Regions from separate parts of the Rattus norvegicus genome. Here region 2 is linked to region 1. The links are chromatin contacts, called in public Hi-C maps. All regions are on one chromosome and are shown on one strand. Each heading gives the region's core, a stretch centred on a gene start, on an enhancer-like site or on the middle of the called end of the contact. The rest is flanking DNA. Distances are from core to core; before and after follow the strand shown.

What was found. A called contact is a pair of places that touch in the nucleus more often than the background predicts.
Region 2: a Hi-C map of psoas muscle shows a contact between it and region 1, with 3 times the contacts expected there. The contact joins two enhancer-like sites. A contact is called at or near these places in 6 of 12 Hi-C or Micro-C datasets (the A7r5 cell line, the Rat2 cell line, hepatocytes and 2 more).

Annotation. Positions count from the first base shown.
Region 1 is chr10:65,256,610-65,260,088 of GRCr8, forward strand. The region is part of intron 1 of Faul2 (FAU ubiquitin like and ribosomal protein S30 fusion like 2); the gene reads left to right. Among named protein-coding and RNA genes, the nearest start is that of Mir365b, 74 kb to the left of the region's middle. Within about 2 kb of position 1,677, at least 21 of the 93 cell types and tissues checked have an H3K27ac peak or open chromatin away from gene starts, as enhancers often do.
Region 2 is chr10:65,379,656-65,383,134 of GRCr8, forward strand. No RefSeq gene overlaps it. Among named protein-coding and RNA genes, the nearest start is that of Utp6, 45 kb to the right of the region's middle. Within about 2 kb of position 1,551, at least 10 of the 93 cell types and tissues checked have an H3K27ac peak or open chromatin away from gene starts, as enhancers often do.

The DNA of each region.
Region 1 (3,479 bases), core at 427-2,926:
TTATAAGGGCCAACAGTTAACTGGGGCTGGCTTACAGATTCAGAGGTTCAGTCCATCATCATCATGGCAGGAAGCATGGCAGTGTCAACCAGGCAGACACGGTGCTGGAAGAGCAGAGTTCTACATCTTGATCCGCAGGCAGCAAAAGAGGACTGTCCACCTGAGTCAGCCAGGAGGGGGAAAGGGAGGGGGTCTCATCCAAACTGGGTGGAGCCTGAGCATAGGAGGAGACCTCAAAGTCTGCCTACGCAGTGACACCCTTCCTCCAACAAGGCCACACCCCCTAATAGTGCTACCTCCCCTAGGCTAAGCATATTCAGATCACCACAAGAAGGTCAGAGATTTTGTAAAGGGAACTTGTTCTTACTGTTCAAGCATCCAGAAACCAGTGAACGAGATCCCAGAAACAGTTAGCATGGGTCATTCATTCATTCACTTATACTCACTCACTCATTCACTCATTCAGTCCTTCCGGCCCCATTGTGAGTACTCCATTGTAAGTACAGTCTGAAGACAGAAAGGCAGCAGCCCCTGACTTCAACTTGGGGAGACAGAAGAGGAAACACAGAAGCTATATCTTTTCTCTAGTGTCAGGGAGCCTCTGACCCTTGGAGCAAAGAGGCTGGGACATGAGGGTCTTCCTGTCAGGAAAGAAAGCTCTTAAAAGTGAACAGTGTTAACTCCCAACTCATCACTCAGCATGACAGGGCAGACAGACAGATGGCTTGTGTGTCCCATGTCTAGAAAGCCATCCTGTGCTGTCTGCTTCCTCACTGCCTTGATGCTTACACTGGTCAGACACTAATGGGCCAGGCTAAAGACCAAACTTCAACCTAGCAGGAGCCAAGCTTTTGACTACCGCATCTCTGCCACCAACTCTGTGTGACCTAGAGTCACGCAATACACTCCCGAACCCTTGTTCTCTTTTTTGCATAGTCTGGGCCTTGTATGATCAGGGAGGATGAGGTGGCTGGTGCATGTGGCAGCCACTGTCTTTGGAACCACGAGTCTTCAACAAAGGACTATCAGTCAGTACCCTCTCTGAGGCTCCCAGGGCCTTCCCACACTAGAAGTTTGAGGGATTCTCTGCAGCTAGAGGCAGCTGATGAGTTAATTCTTAGCGCTGTCACCCCCCGTGGGGAGCAGAGGCAGAGCAAAGGGCAGGCCTAGAGACCTCTTTTGGAAATGACAAGATCATTTAGCAATCAATTAGCATGGTCCCCAGGCTCAGGGCCTGCACGCCTGCCTGTGAGCAGAAAGAATGTGCTTTATATACTGATTGGAAACAGATGTGCTGGTGAACAGCGCAACCCAGGCTGGGCCTGAATTCCTGGGCGCCCGGCGATGGGGATTTGTTATTACATTCTGGGCACCAGCGTGGGGAGGGAGGCCAAGGCAACTGAGCTAAGAGAGCAGGCAGCCTGGAGAACGTACACCTCCCAGGAGCCCCGGGCATGGAGGAGGGAGAGATGTTGACTCTGTCAGCAGTAATCTGGGATAAAATTAGTTCAGCCAAATACAGACTATGACTTTTGACCAATGGATGCCAAATTCCAAACGTGAGACTGGCGAGGCGTGGGGAATTGAGTGAACCGGGGAGCAAGGCATAGAGCGGAGGACCCTGGAGTCCCGGCTGCTTTGAAGCCACGCCCCGTTTCCTAGGCTTCAGCTGTGCGGAAGGCCCGCCTCCAAGCCCTTTCCGCACTATCCCATTTATGAACTACAGCCATGCTGTGATGATTCTACTTTACAGATGAGAATATGAGAGAACTGGGGTGCGGGGGTGGAACAAGTTACTGAAAGTCACACAGCAAGTGCAGAACCCAGTTGTTGAACCTGCTTTCAAGATTCTGTAACATTAGCCAGGATGGATTTCACTTCTTCTTCCTCATCCCCTACTGAATGGAACGGGAAGGCTGAGCCCCTACACTCCAGCCTCACAGCACTATAGCTCACTACTGTCCCCAGCGGGCCTCATCCGCCTTTGTCAAACCCTCTCAGTGACAAGTGGTTCATGGACTCTGCAGGCTGCCAGATCTAAGCTCACGCAGTTCACCACTAGCCACTGTTTCCTTCCTGGGCACCCGCACGTTTGGGGCTTCCCGGGATTCCTGGTTTTGCCCCCTGGATTCCCTTTCCCTTGTGTAGTCTCAGTGGACTCCATCATTATTCTCTGAAGTGATTGATCAAGCCTATGAGAACAGTCTCTCGGGAGTCGGCTTGGGGACCTCAGGTCGTTACCAAACCCCTTCTCTGGACAGCGTCCAGCCCATTCGTGGGCCTGACCGTGGGTGTGGAGCCAGCCGGGCATCTCATTTCCCTTAGCACAAGACAAATGTGGTTTAAGGAAATACTTAAGGTAATTTGCCATTATATGAGTGATACAAGCCCAGTACAGGAGGAGAGAGCAGAGAGTAATGTAAAACTGCTTTTGCAGGGGGAGGAAAGCCGCCCACCGTGGTCTCCAGCCTCTTCTTTTAGGCTTAACCTCTACCTCATGTCCTTCGTCCTGTTCACGCACCAGGTCCTGCTCTTCCGGATACAGCAGAAGGAGCTTGCTGCTGTTACAGCGTGATGTCTCAGGGCCACCCAGCGTTCTGCGGAGTGGCTATAATTCCTTATCCGATTCTCTGGAACATTATCATAACTCCAGTTTCCTTACTATACAACTCTTGGTTTGTTTGGGGATTCTATAAAATGTCACCTATTCTCTAGGAGTTGAGGCCCACACTTCTTTCCCTTTTTTTTTCCCCCTTCTCTTTTTTGTTTAGTTTTTGGATTTTAGAGACAGGGTCTCTCTGTATAGCCCTGGCTGTCCTGGAACTCTCTCTCTGTAAACCAGGTCTTGAACTCACAGAGATCTGCCTACCCCTATCTCTTGAGTATTGGATTAGAGACACATGCCACCACTGCCTGGCTCTGTTTGTTTTTGAGGCAGGCCGGCCTCAAGCCTCTTATGTAGCAGAGGTTAGTTTCAAACTCCTGACTCTCCCATAGGGCCCATGGTTCTTAGTAGTGCTAATACTTAATATTGACAGGGTCTAGGATCTCCTAGGGGACAAACCTCTGGGCATGTCTGAGTGGTAGTTTCTAGGTTGGATTGATTGACACAGGAAAGGTCACCCTAAATGTAGGTGTCACTGTCCTGTGGGCAGGGTCCTGGGATGTATAAAAAAGTGAGCTGAACACCTTTGTTCTGTCCCCTGCTTCCTGACTACAGACACAGTGTGATCAGCTACCTCAAGGTAGCCACACACATCCTCCCCATTAACGGGAGAGAGATGAGGTCGCCCCTAACACACAGGCTTTGTAGGAGCATGATTTTATAACCGGAGAGACTTCCAGTTTTTCAGTCCAGCACAGACGTCATCCTTCTGTCCTAACCGCAAGCCAAAGGCTGAACAAATGAAAAAAAAATCAACTCTTTTTTCTTCTATCTGAGGAGTGATGTCATAGGGCAAACTGCAGCTTCCCAGATT
Region 2 (3,479 bases), core at 301-2,800, 120 kb after region 1:
CTCAACTAGTGATCAAGGGTGGGAGGGCCCAGCCCACTGTGGGTGGTGCCATCCCTGGGCTGGTGGTCTTGGGTTCTATAAGAGAGCAGGCTGAACAAGCCAGGAGAAGCAAGCCAGTAAGGAACATCCCTCCATGGCCTCTGCATCAGCTCCTGCTTCCTGCCCTGTGTGAGTTCCAGTCCTGACTTCCTTTGGTGATGAACAGCAATGTGAATGTGTAAGCTAAGTAAACCCTTTCCTCCCCAACTTGCTCCTTGGTCATGATGCTGTGTGCGGGAATAGGAACCCTGACTGAGACAGAAGGCCATGGGTGGCTAGAGGTGTGACCTTCGCAAGCTCCAAGTACAGGGCTGCATAATCTGGGGAGCCGCCATGCTCTGTGAGCACACTGTAGTGCCACCTTCCTGAAATGGGGCTGTGACAGTACTCTTACAAATGAGATCATTCACCTGGTACCCTAGCCTGATCTCACCCTAGCAGCCTGTCCCCACTCCTGCCATTCCTCCTTCTAGAAATAGCTGCAGCCTGCTCACCTCCTCCTTCTGCTATAGCCGTTCCCTTCATTCAGATCATCATCTCTCCAGCTATGGTCTGCAGCCTTAGCTTCCTCCCAAGACTCTCCCGAGAGGGAAACCACCCATGTCACATTCCTGTTAAAGTCCTTCAAGCTGTCAGCCTAACTTCAAGGTCCCCTGCTTCTGCCCTGACATCCCACAAGGCCCCTCGAATGTAGGGGTCTTTAAACACATAAGTCCCATGGCCTAGATGATGACCCCCCGACACCACTTGTCTAAGTCCTCAAGGACTCAACTTAGAGGCTGCCAGGTCCCTGGAAGGTCTCCTTGACCTTCCACCCCCGCCAAGCTCCTCCTTTCCCCACAGACCCTTGGTTCACATCAACAACTCTGTGGCATCGTGTGAGGTATTCTATCTGAGTTCCTTTAAAGTCTTGTGTGTTCGTCTTCCTCATTCATTGCCCCTGTGTCTACAGTATGCAGCAGGTGCTCAGGGGCAACTAATGAAGGAGCTTAAGATCACCAGCAAGCTTAAGGCCAGTGCAGGCTACTGAGATCCTGTCTCAAAGGCAACGGACTGAACTTAATGAATAGTAAACCCACACCAGATTCCCTTGCTTCATCTGAAATAAAATTCACCCTAGATTTTTGCCAAATCTAAAATGCTTCCCACTTTAGAAAAAATAAACACACGGCCCCTGAATTCGGAATCAGACATGAGTTATACACTGTGTGCGTGACCCTTGGCCAGCTGTTTCGCCACCCAAGCCTCAGTTTCTCTTTCTATAAAGTGGGAATTATAAACGCTACTTCCTGGAACTGGGAATGTAACTCAGTTGGCAGAGGGTTTGCTTGGCACTCACAAAGCCTTGGGTTCCACCCCCATGAACAGCCTGTCATAGTTAGGTTTCTATTGACGCTGAGAATTCAATAGTTTGTCAACAAGGAAGAAGCCAGTGAATAAAGTCATCTTGAACCACCATCTGGAGACTGCAGAGTCAATGTGCCTTTGCCGCCCCCTGCTGGCCGATAGGAATACAGCCACCGGTAGCAGCTGAGCGAAACTTCAAGGACCTGCCTGCAGTTGCCAAACAGACGGTTCTCTCACTTGTATCAGCCACGTTCGTTCAGCAGCTAATGAAAGGTTGTCAGAGCAGATTGCTTCAGAGATCAAAACTACCTCATCAGGGAAAATGTAAAGAAATGAAAATGAAGCACGATACAATATTACAAGAATGGGACAGCTTCTCTCTGACATGAACAGAAGGACCAGTGGGCAGCCCTGTGAAAGAAAAGGAAATGTCTCCTTTAGAGCCTACAGCCAGATGTGGCCGTAGTGCAGATCCTGTCCTCCTGACCAATATAAAGCAGAATCTAGTCGTCCAGAACCAGCTTAATAGGGGTTGGGGATTTAGCTCAGTGGTAGAGTGCTTGCCTAGCAAGCGCAAGGCCCTGGGTTTGGTCCTCAGCTCCGGGGAGGGGGGGGGGACCAAAATAACAGAACCAGCTTAATAGAAACTGCTGGAACCTGGAAGGCCATTCTCTCCAAAGGTCTTGGCTTTGCAGCCAGACTGGCTAAGTCAACAAAGTGGGAGGCAGCCCAGCCTTTCCGTTACACCCTGCAACCCTGTGGTTCTTCTTGGCTTGTCACACTTGCATACATTAGTGCACTCTGAGCACACATGCCTCCAAATCCATCACTGGAGTTTGGATGGGGCTTCTGCTCTAGAATGGATTATGGCCAGGATCATTTTTTATTTCTCCCTATTCCAACCACCCTGCAAAAGCTGGAGCTAAGAATGCAAACTTTGAGAACTCAAGGGCAGTGTAGGACCAAGATGTTTACTTAGCCAGGGAGTTTGCTTCCCAGGGAGACAGGCTCAGATTCCCTCCTGCAGCAGGGCTTAGCTGAGTCCAGCCAGTTGCTCTGAGAAAGGAAAGGCCCTGGTTGGCCCAGGCACACAGGCAGCTTGGGGAAACACCACCCTGCCAAGGTTTCCTGGTGACTAGACTGCCATTCTAAAGTGGCACCAAACTTAGAAATGGGAGGAAGAAACACACTTCTCAACAGTAAAAAAGGCATAAATCAAAAACAAGAGTGTATTAAAGCATCAAAATGGGCCATCAAGTCAGCTCACAGGCAGAGGGGCCTGCACACAGGCCTGATGCTTGAATTTAATCCCTGGATCCCATAAAATCACAGGCAGGATAATGGACTCCTGAGAATTGTCCACTGACCTGCATACATGTGCCATTGATAGGCAGAAAGACAGAAAGACACACACACACAATTTATTAAATTAATAAAGTTATATATAAAATTACCTATATAAATTGTAAATAGCCAGAACAAGGATTGTAGCTCATCAATGGAGGACACACCACCACCACAACACCACACCACCACACCACACCACACCACACCACCACACCACACCACCACACCACACCACCACCCCTGATTCATGGTACTCCCTCCCCTAGCACATGCCTGGAGAAAATTCTTGGTTAAAGATACTGTCTAAAGCAAACTTTCTCAGGGATGGACCAGTAGGGTCAGCAGTTAAAAGTATTTGCTGCTTTCACAAAGGACCCAGGTTCCATTCTAAGCACAGACCTGGTAGCTCACAGCCATCTGTAACCCCAGTTCCGAGGGCTCTGACACCTTCTTCTGGCCTCAGAGACACCAAGCATACATGTGTTGCACATATACATGTACACACACAGGCAAAATACTCATACATTTTTAATGTGATTTAAAAGAACAAGAAGGAGGAGGAGAAGGAAGAAGAAGAGGAAGAGGAGGAGGAAGAGGAAGAGGAGGAGGAGGAAGAGGAGGAGGAGGAGGAGATGAAGAGTAAAGGCTTCTCCTCCAGGTGTAGAGGATGTCTCTATGCCTCGGGGGGACCTCTGGTTTGAGGCCCAGCCACAGTCACATTCTACCCTGTCCAAAACAAGGTAGAT